Regions from separate parts of the Mus musculus genome. Here region 1 is linked to region 2. A link is a contact called in public promoter capture Hi-C data. All regions are on one chromosome and are shown on one strand. Each heading gives the region's core, a stretch centred on a gene start, on an enhancer-like site or on the middle of the called end of the contact. The rest is flanking DNA. Distances are from core to core; before and after follow the strand shown. Region 1 has its middle 68 kb from the start of Rwdd3. Region 2 overlaps Snx7 (sorting nexin 7).

Evidence for each region. Promoter capture Hi-C pulls out the DNA fragments that hold promoters and counts their contacts.
Region 1: a contact with region 2 is called in a promoter capture Hi-C map of hippocampal neurons, with 2.7 times the contacts expected there. The contact joins two enhancer-like sites. A contact is called at or near these places in 3 of 39 promoter capture datasets (cranial neural crest, hippocampal neurons and maxillary cranial neural crest) and 1 of 484 Hi-C or Micro-C datasets (cerebral cortex).

The regions. Positions count from the first base shown.
Region 1 is chr3:121,100,564-121,107,061 of GRCm38.p6, forward strand. No RefSeq gene overlaps it. Among named protein-coding and RNA genes, the nearest start is that of Rwdd3, 68 kb to the right of the region's middle. Within about 2 kb of position 4,433, at least 21 of the 459 cell types and tissues checked have an H3K27ac peak or open chromatin away from gene starts, as enhancers often do. A contact at or near this core is called in hippocampal neurons, where this site is marked.
Region 2 is chr3:117,843,839-117,850,431 of GRCm38.p6, forward strand. Snx7 (sorting nexin 7) reads right to left here. Exons shown (of 9, transcript NM_029655.3): 2 at 2,676-2,858. Among named protein-coding and RNA genes, the nearest start is that of Gm52614, 8.7 kb to the right of the region's middle. Within about 2 kb of position 5,198, at least 31 of the 459 cell types and tissues checked have an H3K27ac peak or open chromatin away from gene starts, as enhancers often do. A contact at or near this core is called in hippocampal neurons, where this site is marked.

The DNA of each region.
Region 1 (6,498 bases), core at 3,183-5,682, 3.3 Mb after region 2:
GTTCTAATGTTATTAGATTTCGTTTATGAGATAATTTCCCCTTGTACTTTCAAAATGAGAGTGTTCCCAAGGAGGCCAAGAGAAAAAAGCCATGAGAAAGTGGGGCATCTCTGAGAGGAGGGGCTGGCTGAACAACGCTCTACAGAGGACCTGCGTTCTGCCCACTGAAATGAGGAGAAAATTATTTTAATGAATTGGGTACTGTGTACAATAGCCATAAGGGATAGGATGTGAGCAAAACGATGTCACACAGCCACAAGCTGATTTCTTATTATAAGGTGCTATATTTGTAGTTTTTAAATAAATGAGCATTATTTCTTAGAAATACCATAGCGTTAGTATAATTTCCTAAACTACAATGGTGTGAGGGAGCAAATTAGCCTGGTTATTTGACTTCAAATGAAATTCTTTTTGAATCTTGGAAGAAGATGAGCCTTGGAAAAGATTATATCACTACATTTAATAAGGCACACCACCCTTTTGTCAGGTCAGACAACAGAGATATACTTTTACTGATTAGGGTTTCTTTTTTTAATATTCAACTTTCATTATCAGGCACTCGCCATGCAGCTTCTGCATATGGGAACTGACTCACCACATCTAGGTGTATGTCTATATACGTGGAAACATACATTATGGAAATTTTGGATACTATGGATGGTTTTTCCCTATTGTGAACACGTATATTGTGTTTTCCAGATCTGAATATTTCCTTTAGATAAATAGTTCAGTATAGGGAGATGGCTTTAGCTAAAGAGCCTTTGCCTAGTGTGGTGAAAGGCTCACATACCAGTACTAAAAATAACAATAAATTTCAGATTGTAGATTCTTAAGCTTTACTGAACAGTCACCTCTCCAGCATTTATCATCAGGTTAAGGGTTAAAAGCTGGCACACACATTAGGAAAATAAGATTGTGTAGTTAGTACTTGAAGTTTCAAAAGCATGCTTATAAGCTAACAACAACAACAACAAAAAATTCTCATGATGAGGAAGATTGTAAGCATCCTTAATGAATAGCATCAAAGAAAAGCCCTGACCCTAAAGGTCTGGAAATCATGCTTCAGATAAATGTCTCTCACCTCACAGGGAACGTGTGGAAATGCTAAGCCAAGTCACAACACAGTAAAACACAAACCCACAGCTACCTTAGCAGCAGCCACAAGAAGAGCAACAACTGAATAACGCGCACATAAGGACACCCATTTTGCAGAGCTTACGCCGTTAAGTGGTTGTTAAGATTTTTGCTAATGCTCTCCCCACATGTTCCTTTCTGTGTCATTCTGAGAAGTATTAAAACAGAACATGACTAATCCATTCAAACCCGATGTTAGCGAAGACAGTTATCACCTCACGGGGACGCCCAGGCTAGAACTCAGGACCCGGTAGCGAGAGTACTTCGTTGCCGGCTGCATTTTAAAAGTATTACTTAAATTACGCTTAAGTCATAAGATAATTATGAACTTTCTTCTCTTTTATATTTATACGGCATATTTATTGAATCACACCGTGTGCTTTTACAATAAAGTGCTTTCTGCGTGGTCGCCTTTGTTCACCCAAAATAAAAGTGACAGTTATCCTTTTATAAGCTATTCTGAGAACATTTTCTCTTCTTTGAAGCTGATTGATGCACTACTTTAAATGTTCCTGCAAATATCTTTTCAATTCAAGTTTTTGCATAATGTAATAAGAAGATAAAAGAATTCTATACTTCAGCAAGAGACATTACAAAGCAAGGAGAGACATTATCAAGGCATTAACATGCTCCTAATAGCAGTAAACCCTTTTAACTGTCTGATGTAGAACATGTTCCCACCAAACCACCACATATTATGGTAATTGGCTCCAATTTCTGAATCTTACATTGTAAAGTTACAAAGACTTGGGTAGAACCGAAAAACAAATGTACAATATTCATCTTGTTACCCATCTCATTATGAGATGTGTTTGCTCTCTACCTCTAGCGAGGACAGGTCTGATCTGCTGAACTGTTTGTTCCTGCGAACAATATTTTCATATCCTGCTTCCTTTTTAAAAAAAAAAATCTAGTGATATAAATACATTTTTCCCAAATAACCCTTCTCTAACTCCAAAACATCACAGAGCGTACTCCTTCAGCCTCTGTAACACGTGCGTTATCTGTGCATGCCTGAGCCACACGGTAACCACTTTGTGTGCTCTCCCACCCAGGGAAAGATACAACTGAGGAGAAAGGATGCCGAGAGGTTGCTTCGGTTTTTCTTTACAACGCACTACTAAATTACAGTAGCCTTTCCATCCCAGCCGAGAGGAAATATAATTTCCAACTAAAGTTGAGCCCAGATTCTGTTAAATTAAATAGCGAAGAGAAAATAGTTCTTGGCTTTCCTGCTCTTTGGTAGGATGCAGGGCAGGGGAGAATTGACATCAGCCAGTGCGAGATGATTAACCTGCAGTTTAGGTTGCGTTTCTAGGTGACTCGCCCATCATGCCGGGGAAAGCATCTCTGAAGCCGGCGCCTGCAACTTGCCTGCTTGAAGAAGCGCAGGTCTATCAGGACCCACAGTCGGGTCTGAGAAAGCTGTCATTTCGTGTGTCTAAAATAGCTTCTGATGTGATGTACAAGATGTCAAGAAGGGAAGGACAATAAAATAAAAGCCAAAGGAGGAGAACTATTTCAATTAAGAAGCATTTCTAGACCGATCCTTGGAAATCACATAAAATAAGAGCTGCCAGGATCAATCTGTGCTTAAAAGGTTGATTTTTGAGGCACTTACGTACAACAACCACGCAGGCCGGGAAGGGGGCAGGGTGGGTGGAGGGGATACAAATTATTCACAGGGCATGCTGAACTTTAAAAACTCGTTTCTCACAAGAAAGATATTTGGTTATTAAATTTGCCTAATGGATCTAGGGGAAATGTTCACGTGACAGGTTGGCAAGGGAAAGAATGAAACGCTCACACAGGAAAAAAAATATGACACATTTAATCTCCAGACCTATAAGACTGAGTTTCCCGAATTTCTAAGAATTTAAACTTTAATTACAGATAATTAAAATCCCTATATAAATTCTGGGGATTTCCTTTGATTGCAGCAATTTTTCCAATGATTTTTGGATGCTGTTTTTAGAGAAAGATAAATAGTCCAAGAACTGCCCTATCACCCCAGTAATCAAATATGCTAAAGGTGAATTGAAGGGGAAAAATCCTTATGAAATTTGAGGCAACCTTTGAGCCAAGAGTATAACACTATTAAATAGAGACATAAGAATTCTTTAAAAAAAAAAATAAATAAAACTCTGAATGTGGCTTCCATGCAAAATGTCACTTTCATTTTCGTTGGATTTTTCCCTCTCAAATGTATTTTATTTTAATTGTCAGATAAAACTGTATTATATACAGCATGTTTTAGAGAATATAGATTTATATATATATCCAATGTGAAATGTTTAAATCTGGCCAATTAGCACACACCCATTTGTTTTGTGAACTACACTGTTTGAGAAACAAATAGTAAACCTTCAATTTGCTAGTATTTGTATTTCATGCTTTGTACTGAGAGGGGTATGGGGCAGGGAAAAGGTTAGTTCACTTGCTCTTCAGCTACCTGACTTTAACTGCTTTCAAAGTGTGACCCTTTCTGTGTTCTTCTTCTGGGACTTTTTCTCTTAAAAAAAAAAAAAAAATCAAGTTTTTCTGAAGGGGAAACACTTTTTAAAATTCATCTGTTCGTCACCAAATCAAGACTTTGCCTGACGCACATCTTCCATAAACAATAAAGAGAAGCAGCCTGAGAGCTCCCTCCAATCAGAAGGAGAAAACTAAAATCAGCAGGGCCATGATTTCCTTAATATACTTAAAAGAGATAAAAACCCCATTGATGCTTCTAAAAATAAAAAGGAGGGAAGGGCTACTTTATTGATTCCCTGCAAACCAACGAACGTGTACCTTATTGATAACACTAAACACCATCTAAGCCTTTGGTGATTTTCAGCCGAAAGTCTGCTCCTGAATGAAGGCTTAAATCATTGTATTAATATATTAGAGGGAAAATTACCATGGGAGACACTTGGAAATTAATTAAAAACCCTGCACTCAGTTTGTTTGTGAGAGGAGATAAATATCACACACGGGGAAAGATGCCTGACAACCACCATAGCTTTCAGATCCCAAATTAGCCCCTGACAGCTATGTCTTTGTAGGAGTCTCCTTGGGGTACGATAAGCAGAGCTGTGTGGAATATGAAGATTCCTGATAGAAGTATTTATTACTGACACTTCCGAAACATTCCATGTGTGGCATCAGCAAAGCATGCCTCACCTCAGACAGAAATGTCAGCTTCGCATCCAAGATTTTTTTTTCCACCCACCCCCCGCCCCCCTCCCCACAACCAGCCCCATGCCTCCCTCCACATTCACCGCTTCCCACCTTCCGCTCCCAACTACGGTCTTTTTCAGAAGTTCAACAGCACCCCCTGCTGGAACTTGGGGGCTGCTTCAGCCTGTACACACTGGAGAGGCTCCATCGAGTCAGCAAAATGAAAGTGTATGTACAGCGGACCAGCTTCCCGCGAGGCAGGGACCACAGCACCATCCCGTTGTACAAAATCAGAGCTTCATAATGGCAATTTCGGCCGGTGTCAGGAGCTAAAGTCTTGAAAATATGTATACATTCTAAACAACAAACATCTAGCAAAGCTCTCATTCATTTTACGCGTGAAGACCAATAAATAACTGCTCTGTAATAATGACTGCTGCTGCGGAGTGGTTAAAAGGAAGAGACTTCACACGGGGAGATGAGGGGTGGGGTGGCTAGAGAACCACTATTTTATCTTGCTTACGTTGTTATAGACTCAACTCTGTCACTTAACATAATAAGCCGCATAAAGTGACAAAGGAGGAATCTCTCTGGGTCAGAGCTCCAAAAACACACCAGTCACTGTCCCGCCTCATCTAGCTAGCGAGCAAGGTATAATACAACAGCCCCAAATGTTTGTCAGAGAGGCAGTGGCTGTCCTTTCTCCCACCGTGTGAGCAGCCTTAGGTTGTCCAAAGGCTGGAGAAAATACTGCACTTTGTAAGCCTCACCCAGAATTAAGTGTGCACTCCAAAAAGGAGTCAGGCCAAGGGACTCAAGTCGAGCTCTGCTTTCTCTGATGTCAGCTTTTTCTTAGCAGGCCGGCAGGGGGGTTGCTAGGCTCTGTGCCTTTGGAGCAGGATCACCCAGAAGGTGCTCTGTCCGTGATATACTTATCTTGCTGCTAGGCAAGAAACAGATAACATCATCATGGGGAAGACTGCTTTACTGAGGGATTCCCAAGTCTGCCAGCATCAGGAAACAGGGTATTCACCACACCAGGCGCCCGTGTTAGGACAAAGGAGCAACCTCAGAATGAGTAAATGTCCAAATCAAGTTGTATTTTTATTTTTATCTCATTTTTTTCTTTTCTTTCTTTCTGTTTTTGCTTTTGTTTGATTGGTTGGTTGTTCTTTTGGTTGGCTGGTTGGTTGGCTAGTTGGGTTTTGGGTTGGCTTTGGTTTGGGGTTTGGGTTTTTTTATTTGGGGGGTTTTTTTGGTTTGTTTGTTTGTTTGTTTGTTTTATTTTTGTACGGGAGTTATTTGTTTGTTTTTCAAGACAGGATTTCTCTGTGTAGCCTTAGCTACGGGTTGTCCTGAAACTCACCCTGTAGACCAGGCTGGCCTGGAACTCACAAGGAGAAAGAACTAGAATACATGAGCTTACTCAGCAGTAAGTCTCAGAAGCTGAAAACATTCTAGACCTAGACTAGATTGTACAGAGCCTAGAAGCTTCCAGGGCTAGGCCTACATTACAAAATGGAGACAGTTAACATCAGAGACAGCACTTACTACATGAGAATAGTGAAAGTATTTTCACTTTTACACCTAGCAAAGTGGGGCCTTTATCTTAGCCAAGGGTCATCACAGGCTTTCTACAGAGATTAAAGAAATGTTATAAATTAGAGCTACAAATGATGGCTTAGGTCTGTAATTCCAGCACTTTGAAAGCTGAGGCAAAAGAGAGCTACAGAGGAAAATCACCATGGCCCAAGAAATGAAAATATAAAACTACATGATACAAGTTGACCACCCTGAATCTAAAAATTCACAAGCCAAACTGCTCTGAAATCTGAGAGGTGTTGAGCACCAACAAGACTCGAATCGGATTTTAAAGCAGCTTGGGTTCGGGCGCTTTTCAGATTAGTCATACCTAACTAGGAGAATCTATACAAATATTACAAAATCCAAAAACAAACTCCAAAATCTCAAAGACTTCTGGTCCCAAGCACATAGGATAAAAGACACTCAAAGAACTGTATGCCAAAGAGCCAGAGGCGGCTTGATCTCTCTGGAACAGAGGTGGAGGCTGGGAAGTTGGATGAGGCTCCCATGGGAGAGCACTCGCTGCTGTCCAGGGGAGACTGGGCTAGTTCTAGGAACCCTGGGAGACACTATGCAGAGGAGTGGAGTGACATATCCAGGAGGAACAGACACAGCTTG
Region 2 (6,593 bases), core at 3,948-6,447:
ACAGTTTATGCTTAAGTGCGGCTCTGCTGATGACTATGCTGTACAACTGTTGCAGAGTTCCTGAGTTTCATTTTATGATGGAAGAAAATGAGAACAAGTAATAATGTGAACAATCTTAAATTGTTTCCAGGTATGTAGAATGTGTTTAAAGCATTGCCACTAAGTGTAGTCACCACTGATGTCAGCTGGTTAAGAAAACATTCCAATGTCATTGTCATTCATCAGTGTAAACTGTGGTACACACAGTGTGCACTCAGAGTCCCCCCACTGATGCCACCTAATGGCATCCTTATCATCACTACTATAAAAGCGGCCCATTTAACTAGGATGGAGGAAGACAGTAAGATGCTTAAGCAGGAAAAGACCCCTGCCACCAACTCACACAACCTGAGTGCAATCCCCGGACTCACATGGAAGAAGGAAAGGAACACTACCACAAGTTGCCCTCTAACGTCCACATGTGCGGTGGCAACACGTGCACACACACTCATGCCCACCCACCTTAAATTAACTTAAATGAAGTAGATTAAAATATAATGTCAATATGGATGATTCACGGTATGTCACTGATCAAAATCAGATCTCATGGGCATTTCAAAAACCAGTATCTCTGAGGAGTCAAATGATGGGGAAATAACTGTTTCAGAGATCGGGTGAAGGCAGGCACTTAGATGAGGACCCGCAGGAGCCTTGGGTCTGCTCTGTACAGTATTCTTATAATAATCTACTCAGGTTTCTATAAAAGTGTTCAAAGTTACTGCTGTCACCTTATTTAAAAATTAAAAAACTGATTAAAAAAGAGGTTGATTAAAATGCCCAAGACACATAGCAAGAAAAGAAATCTCTACTCAACTCTACGATCTCTTGCTGAAACCCCTCTCGATACCACAAAAATACAAAGACTTCATTCACTCATTCAAGAAAATGATTAGATTTTTAATTAAGTGGATCCCAAGAATTGTATTTGGAAAAACCTTCCTTGAGGGGCTGGAGAGATGGCTCAGCATCTTAACTTCTTCCAGAGGATCCGGGTTCAATTCTTAGCCCCTGCATGGAAGCTCACAACCCAGGATCAAATACCCTCACAGACATATACATAGACAAACCATGACTGTACATGAAAATAAAACACACACACACACACACACACACACACACACACACACACACACTTTCCTTAAGAAGCTCAGACTCCCTTTGGATAAATACAAATCCAGTCCACATGCACTTTTCTACTTACTAGTGGGTAGATGGCAGTTACTGACCACTTACTACCAATGGCTAAATGTTTTACATTGACTGCTTCACTTAGTCGATTCTCAATGCAAGGCTAGCTCTGAGTTACAGAATCAGCTAGCATCTACTAAAGATGGACTATGTGGCTTAGAATTGATACATTTTCAGTTTCATTTCTGTAACAACCTGATGCTTTATGTTCCTGAAGGGTTCCTTTGAAAGAACAGAGGAATGCTGGGAGGCAGTGAGCAGCCAGAGAAGCCTTCTTAGGCAGTGCAGACCTTGCATTTTGAAAAATAAATAGCACTCATTCCATCTTAGGAGATGGAGACGTCAGACAGATGGAAATGCATATTCGGATTCATGAGATCAAGAGGTAACTTTAATAATCAAGAGCATAGAAACAGCTCTACCTGAACAGGCAAGGGGCTCAAGGGTAGAATCGATGAGTCTTGTGGGCAGAGCTGGCCCTGACCTGAGCTCACTTGACCTGGCTCAGAGGGACTGATTGCACTTTGCACTGGAGGAAGTGAGGAGCCAAGGAAAGAGATTCCATATACACACCTTCAGGAACACAGAGCCATAGTATGGCAACTGTGCCAAAAGACGGGACTGCAGTGGCACAGTCCAGAACCCTCTCATCTGAAGAGATGCTCTCTAGCAATAGAGAGTGACACTGGTGATGGGTGAACCTTCCTAAAACAAGACATTTAACTTGCAGAGAGAAATTACTCCTAAAAAAGTGGACTTAATGAAACAGAGTATTTTTAGTTTTGTTTTCTCTGACATTAGCTTTCTCTGTGAAAAGAATGACAAACTTGGTTTCCACATCAGTTTTGTATTGTTGAACAAGTATTCCGAAGGCACACTACAGTGGCAGCAGTTTGCTTCTATCTGAGAAACAAACAGTGTTATACTTTGTAATCCTCAGAAAAACTATCAGTATAAAATGTTGCTCTGTCCTGGTTTTAGTGATTTGTTCTCTGTATTAGGAACACAGGACTCTTCTTGTCCAAAGGAATTAATCTAATTATTTACTTATTTGGAGTGTTTCTTTTGAGATAGTGTCTCACAAAGCCCAGACTCACCTTGAACTCTGCATTGCCAGGGTGGCCTTAAACTAGAGTTTTGTCTGACTTAGCCTCCAAGTGCTAGGATATAAAGAATGGCCCACCACACCAGGCTAGTTGTCATTTTTATATAAAAACCTGTATCTTTTTATTCTTAGCAAGTCAACTAAAAAAGGCCACTTTATAAAGTCAATCTAAATATCAAATTTCATAGGAACCAAGTAAAGTTATGTCAGACAAAATCTCCTACCCCAAATGGCTTTCATAAAAAAAGTCAATGGACAAGATTCTGTGATACTGAACTGTCTGATCAAGAAGTGTTTCCAGAAGCTCAAAGAGCACATGGCTTTCTGCTCACTCAGGAGTTACCTTGGTTACGATCCTGTAAGTGATGAAAGTTTCAATTGTAGTGACATGGCTCTCAGGTGCATCAACTGTAATGAAGAGATCCTTTAAATCTGGTCCATCTTCAAACTTGATCTGGTTTATCATCGACAAAGGGGATGTTGGCATCATCGGGCTAAATGAGTTCATGTCCATCAGGGAGGCATCCTAAGGAACAAAGCACTTATAAAGTTAACATCAGACACTGGGGAGATTGCTCAGTTGGGAAGGGGTTTGCTGCACAGCATAAGGCTGTGAGTTCAGATCCCCAGGAACCACATAAAAACCAGGTGTGGTGGTGCATATCTGTAATCTCAGGACCAGGGAGGCAGACACACAGTTGATTCTCTGGGCTTACTGGCCAGCCATACTATCTGAAATGATTGATTCCAAGTTCAGTGAAGCATTTTTGACCTCTGACCCCCATGTGAAAGCACATGCACACATATAATGCACAATCTTTCATATATATATATATATACATACACATATATATGCACAAAAATATATAACCCACACACTCATACAAAAATGACTTAAGAAGCAGTAACAATTTTTTAGATATTTTCTTTATTTACATTTCAAATGTTATCCCCTTTTCTAGTTTCCCCTCTGAAAATCCCCTACCCCCTCCCCCTCCCCCTGATCCCCAACCCACCCATTCCCCATTCTTGGTCCTGGCATTCCCCTATACTGGGGCCTAGAGCCTTCACAGAGCCAAGGGCCTCTCCTCCCATTGATGACTGACTAGGCCATCCTCTGCTACATATATAGCTAGAGTCACAAGTTCCACCATGTGTTTTCTTTGATTGGTGGTATAGTTCCAAGGAGCTCTGGGGTTACTGGTTAGTTCATATTGATTTCCTCCTATGGGGCTTCAGTTCCCTTCAGCTCCCTGGATATTTCTCTGGCTTCTTCATTGGGCTCCTTCAGTAACAATTCTTGATTTCTGAGATGTTATTAATATTAACAAAATATGGCAAAACCAAAAAGCACTTCTGGACTCGAAGTTGGATCTGTTTGGTAAGTAGTTTTATATGGATACTAAACATTTATTTTCATAATTGCTCATACATTCTACCTTAATAAAGATGAAAAATGCCTTAAGCTTTCAAGAATTCCTTTGCTTTGAATATCTGCATTCTCAAACATTCAATACAGTATTACTAAAACACAAATTGAACCTTACTCCTGAATGTAATAGTATTAAGAAACAGGATTGAGTTATGAAGCTAAAGTCTTAATAATTAGCTTTGGCAATGCTATCGTGAGACTGGCAGGGAGGGCACTAACTAACCATTTTTCTACTTTGTTTTCACCTGTGAGGAAATAGAAAATATAAAATTAAAATAAAACAAAACACAACCACAGAAGCAGAGTAGTCCTGCCAAAGTACCAAACATGCCAGGCATGATTTGAGTCAAGTAATAAAGGGCTCACATTTTATGGTTAATCGGGTACACAAAAATAAAGAAACAAGAAATTCCCTGAAATGAAAGTTTAATTAGATAGATAATTTTCACCTCTATGATAGGATAAAATAAATTGTACCTAGATGACAGGTTTCTATTCCTGCACAAACATCATGGCCAAGAAGCAAGTTGGGGAGGAAAGGGTTTATTCAGCTTACACTTCCACATTGCTGTTCATCACCAAAGGAAGTTAGGACTGTAACTCAAGCAGGGCAGGAAGCAGGAGCTGATATAGAGGCCATGGAGGGATGTTACTTATTGGTTTGCTTCCCCTGGCTTGCTCAGCCTGCTTTCTTATAGAACCCAAGACTCCCAGGCCAGGGATGGCACCACCCACAATGGGCTAGGCCCTCCACCCCGCCTTGATCACTAATTGAGAAAATGTCTTACAGCTGGATCTCGTGGAAGCATTTCCTTAACTGAGGCTCCTTTCTCTGTGATAACTCCAGCCTGTGTCAATTTGACACACAAAACCAGCCAGTGCAAAAATAAAATGATCCAAAATAATGCTCTGTATGTTTTTAACATCTATTTTTATTTTAATCATATATATATATATATATATATATATATATGTATGTATGTATGTATGTATGTATACACACACACACACACACACACACACACACACATATACATATACAGAAGTGTGTGTGTGTATTTTCCAGCTCATCAATGTTAGATGGCTAAATAGATAATTTTAAAGTTCACAACAATGACAAAAAGAAGATAATTGTCTAAAAATAAAATATGGGATGCTACACAACAGAACCCTAAGAAACCATGAAGAGAATTCAGAGCTCCCAAGCCAACATTCCATCGGTATATACAAAAATTTCGCTCACAAACCATCCCATGGAAACAGCAATTTCCTAAACTGGGGAGGTTTAATTGGTTAGGCCAGTGTCCTGGAGATTTCCCTGACACTGCATGTAATTCTGAGCTCCAGCTTTCCTTGTGCCCAACGGCTCTGCTCACCACAGCCCACTTCTTCTACCTACTAAGTAATTTTGTGTTCTATTTTCTCCACTGCAAAAGCAGCCTTTTGTAGCGTGGGAAGGATCTGGGCTGGCTTATGAAGGCTCACAATTCTGAGGCATGCAGCGCAGTGTCATAAAAATATGCTCCCATATCCAGCAAAGGGAGAAAATTACAGGCTGAATATTTAGCAGCATGGATGATTTCTGTAGACGGATTTAAATTACCGTGAATCACTCAAAAAACACTCTTAAAACCTCAATAAAACCAACTATCCAACGTGGTTTAGATTTGTTCTCTCCCACAAAGAGAAAAGAAAATATGGTGACATTACTTAAAAATGTACCTTGATATAAATAACTGAAAGGAATGAGATACAGAGAAGCAATTAAGCCATTTAACCTTTTGTGGTTGGTGGGTTTGAAAAATGAATCCTTAACATATGTTTTCTTCTAACAAAGGATTCATCTCCACCTTCTCTTTCCCCTTCCCTCTTCCTCTTCCTTGTCTCCCAATGTGGAAACCTATAGTTATTCAAGACTACCTTAATCCCTTAAGCATTGAAAAAACATCTTTTTGATCCCCCCCCCCACACACACACACATGATAGCAGAGGGGAAATGATCTGTGTGACAAGTCTGTACTTGAATTATATTTAATACTCTTTTCACTGCCAATTCAATGAAAACACATACCCAAGACCAAGAAAACCAAGATCTGAATATACAATAAAGAAGAAAGCCAAATACATTGCAGAAATTCATTGTGTTCTATATTTACTCCAAAGCAACAGTCCACTGTTAAAGAAAACATTCAAGCGACTTCTGAAATCAATGTCACAAATGGCAAAATCATCTACAAATAAAACGCGTGTTTCCCTGTTGTTATTCTTGGTTCAATAACTGTTTTCTGCTATCAGTTCAACGGTGCCCTCCCACCTAAACCCCCAAATTCTCTAAACTCCTAGGTTGAAGGTCTTTGTGTGCCTCTGTGTGTTCATGCATGCTCACATATGTGTGGATGCACTTATGTGGGGGTGCCGATGTGTTTGAGGGTGTGACTATGTAGAGAGCAGAGGAGAGTAAGTGTCATCCCTCAGGAGCTGTCTACCTCATTTTAGATATCTCTGTTTGTCTCAGAGGTCCCCAAAGGGGGTGGTTTAATAGGGAGTGCCAGGGGCCTAGGTATCTACCTGTCTCTATCTCCCTAGCTCTATGCATGTAACCAAGCCTGGATTTTTGTTTGTTTCTTTTCATCTTGGTTTTGGTTATGGTTTGTTTGGTTTGTTTTTGTTGTTGTTGTTGTTTGGTTGGGTTTTGTTTATTTGGGGTGTTTGTTTGTTTGTTTAGGGGAATCAAACTAAGATCCATGCACTTTAACACCTTACCTATCTCAGTATCCCTGACAAGGCCTTTAAAGACCTGTTTAAATGTGTTCATTTGGCCTCAAGCCC